Regions from separate parts of the Hordeum vulgare genome. Here region 2 is linked to region 1. The links are chromatin contacts, called in public Hi-C maps. All regions are on one chromosome and are shown on one strand. Each heading gives the region's core, a stretch centred on a gene start, on an enhancer-like site or on the middle of the called end of the contact. The rest is flanking DNA. Distances are from core to core; before and after follow the strand shown.

Region 1 (2,605 bases), core at 27-2,526:
CACGCACAGGGGAGCCCGCGAGGAGGGCCGCGGTGGCGTTGGTGACGCGGGCGGCCTCGAGGACGATCCAGGTGAGCGGGTACGGCACGTTGCAGAGCGAGTGGAGGAGGCTGGTGAGGTGGAGCGCCTAGAAGGCGCGCGAGTCGATCGGGGTGACGACGAGCACCTGGCGCGGCTTCCTGACACCGTACCAGCAGTGCTGCTCCTCTTGCACGCGCTCCACGATCCGGTGCGCCCGCATGACCTCGACGGGGTCGGGGTGCGGCCAGGGGCGGATCCGAATCCCGTGGCGGCCGACAACGACGTGGCTCTGCGTGCTTCCCGCGGCCTCCTCGAGCGCGGCGGCGGTGAGGTTGTCCGGGTTGCCCGGCAACGGGTTGCCCCCTCCTCCTCCTCCCTCCCTCCCCTCCCCCTCCTCCTCCTCCCCTCGCTGATGCGAGAATGGCCTCCTCCTCCCTCCCTCCCCTCCCCCTCCTCCTCCTCCCCGGTGTGTATGCATATTCATCCCCGGTGTCTCTTGCACAAGCACATGGTACAGGCGCGGACAAGCAGTCGCCAAAGCAATCAACGCAGCAGTCTTCATCACCCGAGCACGCGCCCTGACGAGGCGTCCTCCATCCTCCCGTGCGAGACAGCGACCGCCTTCTCATCCTCCAGCACGGCCGTAGCCGTCTCCGCCGCCGACAAGCACGTCACCCCTCACCCGAGCACGCGCCCCGGCAAGGTGTCTTCCATCCTCCCGCGCGTGCACGACGACCGCCTTCTCATCCTTCGCCGTCGCCGCCGGATCTGCGGGGAGGGGCGGACGCGATCTACCACTCACCTTCTCCTGCTCCAACGCGGCTGGAAGAGGATAAGATCAAACAAAGGATTTCGACTGAAAATTTTACAGATGTAGGGGCTTTCTTGCAAATCTAAAACGTTTTTCCACATATCCACTTAATCAGGGACTACGGTTTGAATGCTCGAAAACGGAGGGACTTTTTCACAAAAAAGCCATGACGGACGACCAGAAACCCTAATTGCTTTATTATTAGGGAGAGATAATCTAATTTTAGCTGGATTAGAGTAGATTGTGAGTTTTTAATAATTTATTCATTCAGTTTTCATACTCTACAATATAATATGTCCTGTTTAAAGACATAATAAATTATAAAATTTGAATTATATAATCCGAATGGTTTCGACCTTAGCAGATAGGCTGATGGCGTACTAGAGGCCCACGTTCTAGCCCTGGGCCCATGTTCAGCCCGGCACCAGACTGAACCGTGTGGAGCTCCCCGTCGAGCAGTCCACGCCCCCCAAACCCCCTTCCGCCGCCTCACCCCGCCGACGAGCCCACCGCCGCCGCCGCCGCCGCCGCCGCCGCCAACCAGCCCACTACCTAAAATCGTTACAGCGCGAGCGAGCCGCTTCTTCATCTCCTTCCTCTCCGGCGGCGGCGACAGAAACTGGTTGCTCGGCCACGGCCGCCACGCAGTCCCCGTGAGGCACCGGGAGAGATGAGGGAGGTGGTGACGGTGCAGGTCGGCGGCTTCGCCAACTTCGTCGGCTCCCACTTCTGGAACTTCCAGGTACTGCCTCCGCGACACCCTAAACCCTACCCTCTTCGGGACGACAAGCACTCAATCCCCGTCTCTTTGCCTGCTCTTCAGGATGAGCTCCTCGGGCTCGCCGACGACCCCGCCGCAGACGCCGCCTTCAGGACCGCGCCGCTCGACATGGACGTCCTGTACCGCACCGGCGAGACGCTCCAGGTAGAGCCAGGCCAAGAGCTTATCTTAAACCATGCATCATTTCCATCGGTTCGTCTTAGTCACACTGCTTAATTTCGTCAGGGCGTCTCCACCTACTGCCCCCGTTTGGTATCCATTGGTTCTCGAGGTAATTTACTTCCGTTCTTAATTTTTGTATGTGCTGTTGTGCTGGATTCACTCTAAATATAGCAATGTGCGACAAGCTTAATACTCTCTTTACATGTGTCGGTATCAGGATGCCTTTGTGTGAATGTGTAAATTGCCTGTTATTTTGTCAGTGGTTGTGTACATTACATCATATAATTATACCGTTTGCAGGGTCTCTTGGTTCTTTAAGTTCTTCCGGCGCTCCAGGTCTGAGTAGCGCTGCCTCGGACCAGCTCAATGTCACTACATGGCAAGTGACACTCTGAACTTCTCCTGAATTTGTCTCCATGCCTCGTTTGCCAACTATGCCCCTCATGCATAGTTGGTTGTCGTTGTGGTCTTTTATGCAAGCTAAAGGGAAACAGGAGGGTTTTGTCAATGTTGTTTTGGATTGCTTGTGCAACTGGGCCAGAAATTCACTAGATTCAGACTAACAGAAAGTAACTTTGGCTATCCATGACTTGTCGTACTCTAACAAACTGAGGGAGCATATTTAAATTGCCAAAGCAAGAACATATCACTATGTCAGGATATAACCTTCACTGTATATATGTTTGCTTGATACTATTCCTTTTTTTTGCAACCTGTAGGAGCACTGAATTGCTCTTAGCCTCTTACCCTCATAATATGGTTATTTTAGAGATTCTGATGATGCATGCACTTATCCAACTGCTCTCACAATTTCTGCATGGTATCTGTTA
Region 2 (2,605 bases), core at 51-2,550, 320 kb before region 1:
CGATCAATGCGACTAGCGAGAGAGAGAGAGAGAAACCCGAATGAAAGGATCGGGAAAAAGACTTTCTTGGACACCCGATCAACACAACCGACGGACGAATTCTATATACAGACGATGCGGCCCCCGATGGCGATCATGGAGGTCGACTACCCGAGTCGTGGCGCGGTGCGGAAACAACGACAACGACTAGGGTTTGAATCGGGGTTAAGCTGATACCATGCAACAAGAATAGAGAAGAGATTCATTGACTTGTTAATGTATTGCATGAGCCTCGTTGCCATATATATATATATATAAATATACATGATTAAATTGAATTACAAGATACGATAGAAATAAGGGGACATCTACGCGTCGACTGGCGGATCTTTTTAAAGATCTGCCCTCTCACGAGCCGTTGGATCTAGTGGCATGAACATTTTATTTACTTTGCAACAAAGGTCGTGTTGCGAAAAATTTACAATATAAATTATGTTGCAGATTTTTTGTGCAACGGAGGTTATGTTGCGGAATTTTTCACAACTGTGATTGTGCTGCGGATATTTTTTTTGTAACATGGGTGTTGTTTCAGGAAAAAATTACAACACAAATAATGTTGCAAAAATATGATAGTACATACTCTGAAGTACAATTTTGAAAGGAAAAAAGAGACGATGGAAACTTTTGTTGGGTTAATCCAGCAGGCCAGCACCAACTTGTCTAGTAGTAGCAAGCTCGGATAGGAGCTACACAATGGCGGTAGCCACGTGGCCCTGCGTCTAGTCTATCCCGTTGTTTATCCCGGCTGGATACCTACGTCTCACCTACTCCACCACCCGGATCTTCAACACGCAGCAGCAGCAGCAGCAGCCGAGCCGAGCCGAGACACCGCGATTCCTTGGCCGAATGGACCACGGAATACGCGTGACAGCCAAAGGGAATCTTCCGGCCATCAACCGTCATCCCGCCCCTCCATCTCTCCCAATATTGCACGCTCCTCGAGTACCCAAGAAAAGCTTCTCTCAACAACAGCGCGGGAGGGCCCTGTGCGTTATTATGGGTATCTGTAGGGGCCACGGCATAAAAGGGCGGAAAAGATTCCGTGGGACGGGGCACCGCGGGCGCGTGGGAGGAGGCGGTATCTGGACGCCTCTTCCGTGTTACGCGACGAAACGCCTCTGCCTCCGCCCCCGCCTGCCAACCGCATCCATCCACACCGCATGCGGGCAGCATCTTCTTTTCTCCGGCTACCTCCGCTTTTTTACCATCCTGCCCCTGCCGCCCCCATAAATGCAATCCAACCGAGGTGAAAGAAAGAAGGCAAGGCAGTATCTTCGTGGACGATTCCATCCCGAAATGACCGTCGTGCCCCCCGCCCCGGCCACCTGAACCGTCCCCTCGTCCGGTATAAACGCGGCGCCAGCACGCAAACGGCACCACCATTCTCATTCCCATTCCCACTCCTGCCACCTCCTCCGCTCCGTCGCCGTCGTGGATCTGCGCGGGCGAGGCGTCGCGGGGGGAGGGAGCTCTGGGCCGGCTGCGGCGGCGATGGGGTCGTCGTCTGCGGTGCAGAAGGAGGCCGTCGTCCTCGGCGGCGGCGGAGGGGCCGGGGAGGACCACCGGCTGCGGGCGCTGGCGGCCAGGACGATGACGGACTCGCTAAGGGCGGCCGTCGCCAGGTCCAGCTCGGCGGAGAAGGTGGCCAGGCTCGAGGACTGCGCCCGGAGCCTCGAGGCCGAGAAGGCCAAGATGGAGGTCTTCCGCCGCGAGCTCCCCATCAGCGTCCACCTCATCGCCGACGGTGCGTCCGTCCGTCCGTCCTTCCGCCCCGCTTGTGTTCCAGGTTTATTGGATTGTTTGGCTGGGTTTTAATATTTCGGTCGTGTTGAGTGCAGTGATCGAGTGGCTGAAAGATGAGGTGGCGCAGCACCGGAGACCGGCGCCGGATCAGCTGCTCGCACCGGCGCCGTCGCCGTCGCCTGCACCGCTGGCGAAGAGGAAGGCGGAGGGCGTCAAGACGGAAGCGGACGCGAGCGACAAGCGGAGCTGGATGAGCTCCGCGCAGCTGTGGACCTGCGGGAGCCACAGCAGCACCAGCAACAGCAATGGCGACAGCGCCAAGAAACACGCCCAAAAGGTAGAGCCATGAGACGAGAACCTTGGAACACTACTGAAAGGAGATGGGTCAGTTCAAATTATATCAAATATGAAAACGAGGTGGAATTTTTTTGGGGTTTAATTTAAAACCTGTGCTTAATTAATCATGCTAACTAGATAATTTAATTAAGATTCGGGATGGAGGGAATAGCATAATGTCAAGAACGAAAGATACTAAAAGCTGTATAATGTTCAAGAATGATGGCGAGTTGTTAAATTATGTGACACTGAAAAACTAGGAAACTTTACAGCTCGTCAAGTGGGAAATTTTGTGCTAGCAGGCTATTGTTCTGACTTTCGTTCAGTTTTAGTTCAAACTTGAACTAAAGCCACGACACTTATTTTGGATCGGAGTAGAAAAAAGAAAGATAAGTAGCTCTTTCAGCTCATTTGCAGTTTTCATTTTAGGGATTTTTTGCATCACAGATATTCCAAGATGGCTTTGTCTTGCTATCTTCAGATCATA

Evidence for each region. Hi-C and Micro-C count contacts between places; a contact is called where the count stands out from the background.
Region 2: a contact with region 1 is called in a Hi-C map of seedling, with 3 times the contacts expected there. The contact joins the promoter of LOC123398072 here to the promoter of LOC123395564 in region 1. A contact is called at or near these places in 1 of 6 Hi-C or Micro-C datasets (seedling) and 1 of 1 datasets of contacts at active chromatin or transcription factors (embryo).

What each region holds. Positions count from the first base shown.
Region 1 is chr5H:66,192,045-66,194,649 of MorexV3_pseudomolecules_assembly, reverse strand. It overlaps LOC123395564 (protein misato homolog 1), which reads left to right and starts at 1,276. Exons shown (of 9, transcript XM_045090577.1): 1 at 1,276-1,574; 2 at 1,656-1,757; 3 at 1,839-1,884; 4 at 2,076-2,154. The coding sequence starts at 1,503.
Region 2 is chr5H:66,508,669-66,511,273 of MorexV3_pseudomolecules_assembly, reverse strand. It overlaps LOC123398072 (transcription factor HHO6-like), which reads left to right and starts at 1,300. Exons shown (of 5, transcript XM_045092581.1): 1 at 1,300-1,783; 2 at 1,878-2,119. The coding sequence starts at 1,531.